3 separate regions of the Mus musculus genome follow, and all the other regions are linked to region 1. The links are chromatin contacts, called in public HiChIP or PLAC-seq and promoter capture Hi-C maps. All regions are on one chromosome and are shown on one strand. Each heading gives the region's core, a stretch centred on a gene start, on an enhancer-like site or on the middle of the called end of the contact. The rest is flanking DNA. Distances are from core to core; before and after follow the strand shown. Region 1 holds the start of Depp1 (DEPP1 autophagy regulator). Region 2 holds the start of 9530062K07Rik (RIKEN cDNA 9530062K07 gene). Region 3 has its middle 170 kb from the start of Gm36873.

Region 1 (4,376 bases), core at 783-3,282:
ATGGTTGAAAGCCACTGCTTTAGGGGCCTGAGACCCTTTTCCTTGGTCCTTTGCCCTTGGTTTCTCATGAGACTGTGGCAGCCACCCAGAGTACAGCCCGCATCTCCTCATTAGAGCAATCTGGGAGGTGGTCACTCCACCTACACTCACTTTAGTCATGATAAAACCAAGACATAGAGGACACTGAGTCGCTTCAAAGTCACGGGCCAGCCAGACACAAAAGGTACCAGTCAAAGTCGCATTGTGGGAGCTAGACTGTCATCGCTCTTTAGAGGATGGGTCTCACTAGGAATTGCCCAGTCCCTGCAGACCTGCCAGGAAGTGTCCACCACAGGAGAGGAAAGCTAGAGAGAGCACAGGGGCCCACCATATCCTTTATGGGTTTTTCCTGGGGTAGGAGTTAGAGTTCATGGATCACTGGGAGGTGCAAATAGAGAGTACCTAGGATACTGCTGGGGCGAGAGCTGGAGACGGACGCTAAGGCCCGGCAGGACTTTCTAGAAGTCCAGCTTTTCAGGTCGGAGGTCTGGTGCCTGGGCCCTGGTTTTCTTCCCAGAGAGTGCTCAGGTACCCTGGCCTCACAGAGTCTCCCCGTGTCCTTGCCCATCTGTCTGGGCACATCCCAGGGATCTGAAGAACCAGTCCTGTTGGGTCGACCTCTCCCATCTGCCTGCTCTCCCTGTGACTTCCCAAAGAGCCAGTCCAGAGGGTTGTCAGTGCCGGGAGAGGGCAGTGTGGGCTGCAGGCTGCTGACGCAAAGAGAGCTGTCTCCTGGAGACTCGGCCTGGCGCCTCTTCTCTCGAGTCCAGGCTGGCCGGGAGGGTCTGTTGGGACGGCTCTGGGCTGTGACCTTGTCCAGCACTGAGGTGGGCTGTGCCAGCTGACAGATACACCTGACGTAGTCATCCAGGCTGGGGGACGCTGGGGGTTCCTGCCCAGCTGCCCCATGTGACAGCTCTTCTGACATTTCCCGAATCGTTGGCAAATGGGGCACGGGCAGCAGAAGCCGGGACCTCATAGCTGCTAATAAAGCAAAAGCAACCTGTTAGCCAAGAGGAAACCAGTGGCGAGCCCGCCATGCCACCCTGACACCCTCCTACTTCCTCTCCCTCATCGGAGATGCTACACGGGGCTCGGGTACCCAGAAAACAATAAGAAACCTGCAGATCTGAGACCAAGGCTCACCCCCCTGCCCCCACCCGCACTCATCCTTCCAGCTACCACCAAAGTACCCAGCTCACTAAGGCTTCATCATTAGTGTTGTTTAAGAATAGCCAGATAGTCGGGGCTCAGTGGTAAGGGTACTTATTCTTGCAGAGAGCCTGAGTTCAGTTCTTAGCACACACATAGTGGCTCTAGCCATCTATAAATCAAGTTCCAGGGGTCTGACTGGCATGTGTGTAGCACACATACATTAGTGTAGGCAAAATATCCATGCATATAAAATAAAATAAATTAATTAAAAATTTTAAAATGAAGAACGAACAGGTAAGAAAACGGGGGGGGGGGTATTAATGTGGGGTCAGAGAACACCTAGGTTTTAAACTCGTCTCTGCCACTTAATGACTTAGAGACTGGCAATGTCACCTCTCTAAACCTCTAATTACTTGTCTGAAAAATAGGGTTATAAACATCCCACTGGCAGGGATATATGGGGAAATTCACGGAGACATAGCTTTGACATCACAGCTCTCCTGTAAACACAAAGGCCTTGTATAAACACCTTATTATCATAGTGGTCGGTGGTACCCACCCCCCTGCTCTCTATCCAGTAGTCAGGCCGTGAAAGCTCGGGATGAGAGATGCTCTCAGAGATAAACTAGCCCCGTGTTTTAAAAGTGTCAAGCCAAAGGGTGGCTGCTCTTCTTACCTGTAAGTCAGCAGTCAGGGTGGCAGGAGTCTAGATGGGTAAAGACTGTCTCCTCTAAAGGAAGCCCCAGAGGCGGGCAGTCACAGCCGGGTCTCTAGCTCTTGGTCCCTGGGAAGAGGACAGTCAGGACGATGTGCTGTGGTTTCTTCCCCTGTGCGGTCTGGCAAACCCAACACACACTGCTGCTTTTACACGGTTCCTCCGGTCATCAATCATTGTCAGGAAAAGCTCAAAATAACAGCACTTTGGAAGGTTCTCAGGGGAAAGCACAGAGGGTGGGGCTTGGCCCAGCTGCCAGCCTGGAATTTGTGTATGTGCCTGCAGGAGGTTGGGAAATATTTACACTGTAGGGTGAGGTGTGGGGCAGCCACCTCACCTGACTTAGACAGCTTTACTATGGGTAGAGAGCAAAGCCAGCCTGGGGGTTCCTGGGACCTGGGGACTGCTGGAACCTGGGACCTCCATAGGACCCCCATGGGCTTCCACCCCTGTCTGGTATAGCACAGTATTTTCTACTATGGATTACCCCAGGACCTGTGATCCTGTGACACGCCAGCCTTGTGCTAAGTTTTGCTGAGTTCCAGGCCTACACTTATGATCATGATAACACATGAGGCTTGCAGGGTGAGGGACATCACCTTACACAAGTGCCGGGGCAGCTTGACAGTCTGTCTGACTTCTCTCATAACATCTCAGATACTTTCAAGGAGAAATTTGCTTGCCCGTTGTTGGCCAGGCATGTGCCAGTGACTGCTAATGGCATAGCAAATACTGTGGACAAATCACCACGTATGATGCCTGTTTCCCAGTGAGAAGGATTATGGAGTCATCAGTGGGCAGGCGCAGTGACTCAGCACTCAGGATGGCTGCAAAATAGAGCGCCGAAGGGCTGTGGAGCAGCAGAAGAGGGGGTGGTCCAGGTCAGGTGGGCCAGATGATACCAAAGCAAGGGCAAGGCACTATAGGTTTGAGTAAGGAGCTGTAGTGTGGCTTCTGCCAGATGCCATGCTCGGGCAAATGACAGCAGCTGTGAGAAACCAGGGGACTCCAAGGGTGATACCAACACAGTGGCAGCTGAAGGCAAGATGGACAGCCCTGGGAAGGAACCGGCTTTGCGTTTCTCAGGCCTCAGCGCCTCTGCTCACCTACCCTCAGAAGCGGGAGGAAGAGGAGTTACAGAGGGAACAGTACGTTCAGGTCTGATACATGAGGGCTGGACAGACACTAGCCTCCTGCAGCATGGTGAGCTGCTGGTCTTGTGTCTATGCATTCCAAGTGTAGCATTAGAGTCATGGGTAAAGGCATGGGGACATTGGAGATACTGAACAATGCTTAAGTCAGGTGACAATTCCCAACTTACACCTGAATGATTCCACAGGACTCCAGCCTTTTGCCTGACTGTTTAGGCAAACACTGTGAGGCCGTATCAGGAAGCTGTGTGTGGTTTTGATAGCCTTAGACTCTTCTCTCTGTGGTCAGTGAGGTGTTTGAAACTAGGCATGACTGTTAGCCGACCATGAGATCCACACTGTGAGTGGGGGTGAGGCCATCCCCACGTGAAGGTTCTCATGACATCCCTGTTTTCACGGGGGCTTTCCAGGACAATGAAGAGAGAGGAGACTCCATGGGGCAGTGGGTGGGGCATGATTTCACTTAAGTGTAGTGTGGAATCCAAAATAACTCAAATGCATAGAGGCAGAAAGAAGGAAGATGGCTATCAAGAGTGGTAGGGAAGAAAGAGAAGTAGGGACCCCAGTTCTTCCAGATGAATGAATCTTAGAGATCCACGGGGCAGCACCAGGCCCACTGCAATCCCCTGTGCTGTACGTTTAAGTAGCCATTAAGTATGTGAGTCTTCAGACCTCACTTAGCACACCCTTCACCACCATGCCTTAGCATCACTCCATAGCAGAGACCTAATCGCAGGCTTTGCTTAGCTTCCTGTTCCATGGATTAGGAAGCTTGGCTGAACTCTTAATTAGACCCCACGTCATCACCATCATCCGTTGTGTTCTCAAACATCTTCAGTGTGCGTGTTAGCCATCATGAATCATGGTTAGTAGGCCTATCCATGCCACCATCCAAGATGGGAACTGTGTGGCAAATAGATATGAAAAGAGATTAGTTACGGTTTAAGCGGTAACTGGATGTAGAACATCACTGAATAAATACCCAAAGAGAAGAGAAGAGAAAAGAGGTACGGGGAGAATAGGGGTACATGTGGGACTCTTATATTAAATGTTCTTGGCCCAAGACGTATATGTAAATAAATAAAATATAGGGTGAGAGCCATGAGAGAGTGAGGCTGGAGTCTCTCAGTGGTGCCAGAGGTTTCAGGTAGGTCCCGGACAGTACAGTTGCTCATGGAGTAATCATAGAGTACAGGGAGCCTAGAGAGTCCCATGAAGAGAGAGAGGCTGGAAATACGTCAGAGACAAAGAACCAAGGACCGAAGAAGTTTGAGCCAGAGTCAGGAGGGTGCCTGTGGGGTGGAATACTGTGGGTT
Region 2 (4,376 bases), core at 1,246-3,745, 440 kb after region 1:
AGAAAATAATTGGTGGCCTAGTCAGCTCAGTGAGCCAGGTAGGCTGGCACAGGCAGCACTGAACAAGAGTCCTCACCAAACCCCATGTCTCAAACAAGATGGAATGTGAGGTATGGCACTCCAGTTCACACTATTAAATTATGCAAACATGCATCAGCAACAGCCTACTTGGCACTCTGCTGCTTTTACAATCCCAAATCACGGGGTTATGATCTTAAACATTTATGAAATTGTTTAATAATCCTCATCTAATAATTTCAGGATGCTGTGGACTTGAGTAATTCTCTTCTCACTGCTGGGTGTAGGGCTGTAAGCCTGTAACCTCAGAGGTGAGAATTTCTCTCCAAATTCAAGGCCAGCCTGGTCTATATAGCAAGTTCTACACTAGTCAGAACTAATCCTGAGCTGCTAAAAAAAAAAAAAAAAAAAAATACAACCGCCCCCCCCCAATGCCTTTCTACAAATTAATTCAGAAAAATATTCTTGGATCAGATGAACTAAGCTCCCCCCACAGCCCCCCACCCCACCCCCTGTTCTCAATACATTCCTTTCCCTTTGCTAGATGGCTCCAGGCATGCCTGCGTCTTTTCTATTGTAATTCTACCAAGATAATTTATCTGTGTATTCCTAGCAGATTGCAGGAACTCACTATGAAAACAAAATTCACATACACTTTAGTTAAAGGCCAGCAGCATTTGTACTGGTGACTCTGTGTCATATATTCATCCAAATTGAAAAACTGGTGCTGGCGGGACAGTAGTGGCCCACACCTTAAATCTCAGTACTTGGGAGGCAGAGGCAAGTAGATTTCTGTAAGTTCCGGGCCAGCCTGGTCTACAGAGTGAGTTCCAGGACGGTCAGGGCTACACAGAGAAACCCTGTCTCAAACAAACAGAAGGAGAAAAAAGAAAAGGAAGAAAAAGAAAACTGTAGATGACGAAATGCAAAGCAGACATCTGCATTCACTTACACAACTGAGGGAGACATGATGGACCTACATAAAGTCTCTAGGGACTGAAGGCAAAAGTGGGGCACGTGAGGCCAAGCCAGGCTTAGAGCTGACCATACTGAATGAGCACAGTGGCTTTTTTGAGAGGCACACAACTCTGCTCAAATGGTAATTGCCCTCAAAACTAAAAACAGAAAAACCAGCACGAGGCAAACCTTATTATTAGATGTTTTTAAAGGTTTGTAAAACCCATGAACTTTACTGATAAAAGACACTGATTTCAGAGAAAGGAGCTTCAGTTACCAAGAACCAATCTATCCACCAAAACTTAGAAGAGAACCTTATTATCATTATAAATGACAATAGTTCTTACTCCCCAAAAGGGATTATTCGAAAGTCAGATACCATAAAACAACTCACATTCTCAATGAACTGGGTATTAGACAGCATGAGGAAGTCATTGAACACATTATGCAGACGACAATGTGTGGCTTTGGTCTCCTGAATTAATCCATCCACCTGCTTCTTGATTTCATGAGTCCTGGAGATAGTCTGCTGTGAGAATTCCTGTAGAAACTGTAGTAGCTATTTTGAAAAGAAACATACACAAGTATCAACACTACATGTGATTTAAAGCAAAACAAACAAACAAAAAACCCCTCCCCTTTTGCCCCTATGTTAAGAAAAAGGGATGATACTGTTGATCTAAGGTCAGGTGACCCTGGAAAGCATTAAGAAAGCTCATCAGATAAGTTTGTCCAGAACACAAAACCAGTATCACATTTCTACAGGGATTTAAAGCCCTGTTTGGTTGTCACGCTCCAGAGACCACATAGTGTGACAAAACACCCCAAATCCCACTTGTATGAAAGTTCTGAGCTCTTAGGTCCCGAAGTGAGCAGATCTACTCAAAAATATGTGCTGCCCCATTTAGCCCCAGTTCTAATACAGAAGGGCCTCCGTAGAGACAAAGCAGTCCTTGGAGAGGGCAGAAACAGAATCTGCTCAGCAGGATGGCGTGGAGGGCAAGGTTGAAAAGCCACTGCACGGAAGGAAACCCGCGTCTGCGCGGCAGAGTGCTGGGTAGAAGCCCACAGGGCCGCCCTCCCCGGTGTCTGAGATTGCGCCTTTGAATACTGGAGGAAGCGTGTCCCCGAGGAGGGGTAACTACAACTCTGTCCCTCCCTTGGCCCCGGGTCCCCCGCTCACACCGGCGTCAGCCGCCAGAGACCAGTTCTGACTGCTGCGGCGGATCTCCTCCACCGACCAGGGCCGTTCCCACACCGGCTCGGATGCCGGAGGCCGCTCCGAGTCGGGGCTCGTCCGGTTCATCTACAGCGAGAAGGACAAAAAGAAGAGCTGAGTCTGGGGCGAAGGATCCAGCCCTGCCCTCCTGGGCCGCCGTCCTCACCACGATGACACCGCCACTCAGCAAGCTCCAAAGTGACTACGGGAGTGGCTACTACACTGCCCACCCAGCGCGGTGGTAATCACATGGTTCACGTCACGTGATGGTGTCCTCACGTGACCTGGGGCGCAGCCTCTGATCGGGAGCTATGGGTTAGTAGCTCCTGGGTAATTGGGTTTGACCAGAGAGAAGGTGTTTAAGCGGCCAGCTAGTGCGAAAGAGGCGGAAGGTACCAGTGGGGCCCATGCTGAGGAGTCCCGTGGCCTACCAGGTGGGAGCTGAAGAGGAAGGAGAGCGGAGGACGACTTCCTGGATGTGCGGCGGCTTTATTGATTATGCATGTGATGTGAGACTAGCCCAGGGCCACAGTGACCCTCAATGTGTACATCTGCTAACCGGTTTGGTTTCAGTTCAATGTGGATCCGCTTGAAATTCTTGAAACCCTCAGCTGAGATTCAAGGCCGGGAGGTGGAGGGGTAGAAATCGAAATCCAAAGCTCCCCTGGCTGTCCACTAGCACTTCCTTGTGAACAGACCCCTTTCTGAGTTGGTCTTGCCCAGACTGACTTTTAGAAATAACCCCTTATCTTTCCTTTTTGTGTGCCCGAGAACAAGTTACTTAGCTTCTTCTATAAGCTTTCTTCTGCATATTAAAGAAGCAATACAGCCGGGCATGGTGGCGCACACCTTTAATCCCAGCACTTGGGAGGCAGAGGCAGGCGGATTTCTGAGTTCGAGGCCAGCCTGGTCTACACAGAGAGAAACTCTGTCTCGAAAAATAAAAATAAAAAAGAAGCGATAATAGGTGTTAAAACAGATAGTGCCTGGTATATGGTGAGTGCTCACCTTAGATCTTATCATTTCTCCTGTGCAGATTATTTTTCCAACTTTCAGATTTTGCTTTGTGGCCACCTCCGTTGAAACCTCATTAAAGATTTCTCTTTGGTATGCAACTAAGACAAATGAAAACCTGCTCAGGTAAAAATCTGCAAGAATTTTCACTGTAGTGTTGATCCATACCCAGAAAGCAGAAGCAATCTAAATGTCCATCAGGTGACGAATGGATAAACAAAATGCTGTAGAACCACGCAATTCACCAAAAGAAATAAAATGCTGATATATGATAGGGCATGAATTAACCTAGAAATACTTCAATTGAAAGAGGTCAGTCATATACATGAGCACAGGTTATTCTATTTATATGAAATATCCAGAATGGATCAATCCAGAGAGAGGAAGTAGGTTGGTGGGGGCCAGGGATTGAGGAAAGAAGGGAATGGGGAGTTAACTGCTTATGAGCAAGTAGTCAGCTGTGAACTAGTAAAGCCAGGGTAAAGGCTCAGGTTGGTTTCTGTAGCATTAGTGTGATTGTATCTGTGTTGCTGTTAGGGTGAGCAGGTGTTATAGATAGACATTAGATTTAGGGTTATGATTAACATTGTGGTTATGGTGCTATTTTGGGGGTTAGGGTTAAGGTGGCTGTCTTAGTTATTTTTCTATTGTTATAATAAAAATTACCTCAGAAGCAACTCATAAAAGGAAGGGTTATAGTTAGGATTTAGTGTTACGGTTAATGCTGAGATAGTTGTGAATTATGGTTAGGAGAGCGTTAGTCTTAGGGTGAGCGTAACAGATGAAGGTTTAATTAGGATTAGGGCAGCCTTAATATTCATTACACAGCTGGGTATGGTAGCACACAATTTCTTTATCCCAACCCTGAAGAGGCATATCTAAACTGATACATGTTTGTGTGAAGGCAGCCTGGTCTTAGCTTAGTATTAGTGTTAGGGAAGGGTGTTTGACTAAGGTTAGCTTAAGAGTAGTTTTAATAGAGTTTAGAATACAGTTTGAGGTAAGCAAACCCCTTGAGACCTAATACTTGAAAGGCAGAGGTAGACAGATTATCTGTGAGTTTGAGCTCCAACTTCTCTACATAGAGAGTTCCAGGCCAGTCAGAGCTGCATGGTGGCATGATATCTCAAAAAAAAAAAAAAAAAAAAAAAAAGGTTAGGGTCAGAAC
Region 3 (4,376 bases), core at 1,252-3,751, 310 kb before region 1:
AGACAGGCTCCCTGACATTATATGGCCCCTGATGCCATATAATGGGGGGCTAGTCCACCCCCGCCCTTCCCCATCTGAATAGTAGGGAGGGTCTGTGCTCGGAAAAATGTTAAAGCGTGGGGGACTTCCAATCTCTGTGGATGGATGTACAGGAGGAGTTGCACCTTTGGGACTGGCCAGGTACCAGAAGGACCCTGGCCTGTATTTCTCCTGGGCTTTCTAGTGTCTTCTGTCTGCACATAGCATTTCCAGTTTTACATGAGAGTGTACTGAGCCTTTGAAAGTCTTCTATGGCTTTCTAATTGCCAAAATATCTCCCTGAAATTCCAGGCTGTTCTGCCAGGAATTGCTACCTGGACCAATAGTGCCAGGCTAACACTCTTCTGGGCCACTCCTTTCCTGTTTCGATCTTTATTTTGTTAAAAACACCATTGGCCATTCATTTTCACCCCCAAATCTAATTAAAGTCCCTAGCCCCTACAGCAGCAAATCTTCTGGTGTTCATGGCCAGCACTGCCCTGGTAAGTCCACACACTGAGCAGCCCTAGCAACTTCCAGCTGCAGGAGCCCCTGTTTGTGCTCAGGTTTCCAGTGGAACTTCATGCTGATTTGCTTTAAGTCTCTCTCCTCCTCCCCTCCTCTCCCTGCTCCTGCTCCCTTTCTCTCTCCCTCTTCCCCCACCCCCTCTCCCTGAGACAGGGTTTTGCTGTCCTGAACTCACAGAGATCTGTTTGCCCCTACTGGGACTGAAGGCATGTGCCAACACGGCCTGGCATCAGTCACTCTCCAGAGACTAAAATGCTCATTGTTGATAATTTTGTTTAATTTTAGACCTGTCTGTTTAAGGTATAACTATTGTTGTTTTTTGCTTGTTTTTGCTATCATTCTCTTGACCCTAGCCAGAAATGCAACCTGCTTTTAACTAAGGTACAGGTAAATTAATATATTTTCTTTTATATTCTTTTTAATGTTGCAGTTTTCTACAAAAATAAAAAAAAAAAAATAACCTTTTCTGGGCTGGAAAGAGAGCTTTCTAGTTTCCCAGAGGATCCGAGTTCAGATCCCAGCACCCACTAATGGCTAATATATGCTTGTAACTCCTGTTCCAGGGGATCCAATGCCATGTTCTGGATTCTGAACACGAACACACACACATGAGTACTGACACAGATACACATGCACACATACATACAAATACACACACGCATGTATGCATGAATGCAATGCATATAAATACACATACATACAAACAAAATTAAATATTATCTTAATTAAAAAATATTTTCCCTCCCTTTCTTAGCTCCAAATATTTTCTCTTAAATTTGCTTATTTAGCTTTTAATTCACTTGGAATTGAATATTTTGTACACCCTACTATAGGTTCTGTTTTTTTCTTTTTCCTTATGTAAAGATTACATACATTTCTAATCCAAATCAGAAGGACACTATTTTGAGATAACCACAATTTTTAATATGTTAAAAAGGGGATGTGATACAGACTAAATGAGAATTCATGTACTTTATGATGTGGGAAAAAGCTCTTGACAAGGCCCCTGGGCCACGAGGACAGGCAGTTTTGTGGCCCAGGTCAGTCATATACCTCGTAGTTAAAAATAGCTAGGGATGGGGATTCCCCAAGAGTCAGTGTTTTCTTTTCCTCCTTTGATTGCCCCAGTGACCCCCAACCAAGGGCTCTAACCCTAGAATGTTCGTCAGTCTTGATGAGGTAGATTATGGGTACCAAAGTCAGCTTAGTTTTATTTAAGCTAAACCCCAAATCCACAGTATGTGCTTGACAAACCCTTTCCTGGTTTTTTGGAAGTGCCTGACTTTAAGCACTTGCTATTCCCTTGCTTGCAGTTTCTATCTTGCTGCCTCTGTCTCACCCCATGTCAGTCCACCCGATTAAATCAGACAGAAGTTTTGAAGATTCCAGAGGCATTTAGAGCACACCATCTTCTATCTGTGTCTATTGTGTCACTAACATCTATACCCACTTCAGCTCAGGCCAGTGGCGCTCACGCTCACACCAGTCACTCAACATGACTTTGGACACTGTCAAAAGTGTAAAGTCAGAAATAAAAACAAAAAGCTAACACTCTACTGCTCTGTTAGATGTGACTGACATTATGAAATGTGCGTGTCTGTTTGTGTGCTTGTGGGTGCACACGTGCGTGCCTGGTTATGCATGTGCGTATGCAAGCACATGTGTGTTCATACAACTTCTGACAGCATCTAGACACCAGCTCAGTAAATAATGTTCACGTTCTTCTCCTTGTGTTACAGCGAAACCTTCTGGAAGAACCTATTCCAAGCATCCCACGGGTAGGCACAGGTTAGATGAGCTTCCTGAGTCCTATCTAACCCTTTTCTCTTTCCACCGGCCTCACTTTCATCCTGCTGGGAGCCTGTTAGTATGCAGAAGCATAAAGTCGTACCCTGTTTCCTGTTAGCCATCCTCTGTCTCACTCGCACTTGGAGGACTGAAACATAAAGTGAAAACAGGACCCTGGCTTTCCAGGACATAGCTACGCTTTTGGAGACAGCGTTTTGTTGGCCTTGCTTTGCCAGCACATCTGTTTGCCATTAGCCGCCATTCAAATGAACTCGTCATGTTTTGTTCCTAATGAACCGCTGTGGGTGGAATGGGGCTTATGGGCTTCATCGTTCTAACGGGCTTGTTCACCACAGAGGACATCTCCCAGCATGTGTCCATGTTCACAGTCCTGGGTTCACTTCGAATGACCCTCTGTAGCCTGGTAGGGGCACAGGGCCAGAGACGCAGCCCCAGGAATGGCTTCTTTGACTAAAGCACGCAGTGGCTACGCTCTGCAGATGCCCGATTGTAAACGTACAGCTGTTTTCTTCCCAACAAAAAAATGACAAAATTCCCCTTGCTCTCACCTCAGGTTACAGAAGAACCCTCTGTACTGCCATTAGTGAGTGTCTACTGTGTCCCCACTGTGTGAATCACTCACTGTTCACCATCTTCACAACAGACATAGGACTTCAGACTGGCATTATGGAAGCTCATGTGACAGTGGAGGGAACGGGAGCTCCACAAAATTGAAAACTTGGCCCAAATCAGAGCAAAGACTAGAGCTGCCAGCCCTCTGTGGTCCTGTCCCGAGCACTTTGAGTAAGTGATCATCATGTGCCTTCTTGTTGGCTAGAAACACATGGTGGACCCAACCTTAGAGATCAGGACTTGCTGGGACCCAAGCCCACAGGCTCACACTGAATGTTGAACACTAGTCCATAGGAAGAATGTGTTTTCTATGTTCCTTATGGAGGCTGAGTGAGGGAACTGAATTTGAGTCAAACCTCAGTTTTTACATGGTGTTTGATCGTGAAGTCATTCTGCCTACGTGTCACAGGTGTAAAGGAAGAATAACTATGAAGATTCTACAAATACACAGGATTGTTTTCAGAGTCTAATTCTGTATCTATTAGGTTTTCAGAGACTAATTCCGTCTCTGATTACAAAGTACACAGCTGTGTTTAAAGTAAGGATGCCTTGATGCAAAGAGAGGGTTGGCTTTCACCAGAGCTTATAACCTCATAATGAGACATGAGAAACACTGTGTATAATATTCGGTGTACAAATAAGTCCAGGAGACCCCTGCTCAGTTCTCCTTCCTTCCTTGGCACTGGGTGATTATGGGCCCACTGTCCATTCGTTCCCCTGCCTTGGAGATGCCCTGTGATGGGCTTTTCCAGGTGCATCTTCGTTGGGGTTTACCGATGACAGCAAGCTCAGCCACATTCCCCTTCACCAAACCCTCAAAGCCGTAGGACTCAACATGAACTTATCTAAGCTCTAAGCCTTGCTCTTTTGCACCCAGAGTTCCTCTGTTCTTCATCCTTTGCGATCCGACTCTCTCCCAGAGCTTGCCATGCGGCATTATAATGCAAAAGCTTTTAATTGCTGCCTTTCTAAGATCAAGCCATTCACATACATTCTTCCGGATAAGAACCACTAATTTAAATGTTCATATGACCCAAATGGAGTGCATGAGCTGGGAGATACAGAGTAGAAACCAAGAGGAACTCCCTGAGAAAGCAGTAGTCAACTTTCCTGTATCCTTTCTCTTCCCCTCCTTCCCCTGGTCTCTAGTAAACAACAGCATCCTCTCAGGCTCTGAGAACCACGCTTGTAAGTGCTTCATAGAAATGAGACCAGTGACATGTCACGATTCACTTGTCTTGGTTCCCTTAACATAATGGTGTCCACTTCATCTGTGGTTTTATAAATCCAGGGCTTCATTCGTCCCTATGGCTGAATAATATTTATGATGCACAGGTACCACCTTGTTTTCTAGTCATCTGTTGATAGACATGCAGGCTACTTCTTTTTTCTTAGCCTTTGTAAATGGA

Evidence for each region. Promoter capture Hi-C pulls out the DNA fragments that hold promoters and counts their contacts. HiChIP or PLAC-seq counts read pairs in DNA pulled down with a chosen protein or histone mark.
Region 2: a contact with region 1 is called in an H3K27ac HiChIP or PLAC-seq map of embryonic stem cells, with 2.3 times the contacts expected there. The contact joins the promoter of 9530062K07Rik here to the promoter of Depp1 in region 1. A contact is called at or near these places in 8 of 39 promoter capture datasets (the 3T3-L1 cell line, the C10 cell line, embryonic stem cells and 5 more), 1 of 484 Hi-C or Micro-C datasets (nephron progenitors), 4 of 115 datasets of contacts at active chromatin or transcription factors (embryonic stem cells and pancreatic cancer cells) and 2 of 9 other capture datasets (adipose tissue and liver).
Region 3: a contact with region 1 is called in a promoter capture Hi-C map of second pharyngeal arch cranial neural crest, with 4 times the contacts expected there. The contact joins the enhancer-like site here to the promoter of Depp1 in region 1. A contact is called at or near these places in 7 of 39 promoter capture datasets (the 3T3-L1 cell line, frontonasal cranial neural crest, hippocampal neurons and 3 more), 1 of 15 datasets of contacts at CTCF or cohesin (pro-B cells) and 7 of 484 Hi-C or Micro-C datasets (adipose-derived mesenchymal stem cells, cerebral cortex, embryonic fibroblasts and 2 more).

What each region holds. Positions count from the first base shown.
Region 1 is chr6:116,648,340-116,652,715 of GRCm38.p6, reverse strand. It overlaps Depp1 (DEPP1 autophagy regulator), which reads right to left and starts at 2,032. Exons shown (of 2, transcript NM_145980.2): 1 at 1,871-2,032; 2 at 1-1,023. The coding sequence starts at 1,018. The coding sequence ends at 401. All of the region lies in intron 3 of Rassf4 (Ras association (RalGDS/AF-6) domain family member 4), which reads left to right.
Region 2 is chr6:116,206,112-116,210,487 of GRCm38.p6, reverse strand. 9530062K07Rik (RIKEN cDNA 9530062K07 gene) reads left to right here and starts at 2,495. Exons shown (of 4, transcript NR_131013.1): 1 at 2,495-2,586; 2 at 3,231-3,334. It overlaps Washc2 (WASH complex subunit 2`), which reads right to left and starts at 2,455. Exons shown (of 31, transcript NM_026585.3): 1 at 2,361-2,455; 2 at 2,159-2,281; 3 at 1,370-1,534. The coding sequence starts at 2,281.
Region 3 is chr6:116,958,061-116,962,436 of GRCm38.p6, reverse strand. No RefSeq gene overlaps it. Among named protein-coding and RNA genes, the nearest start is that of Gm36873, 170 kb to the right of the region's middle. Within about 2 kb of position 2,501, at least 26 of the 459 cell types and tissues checked have an H3K27ac peak or open chromatin away from gene starts, as enhancers often do. A contact at or near this core is called in second pharyngeal arch cranial neural crest, where this site is marked.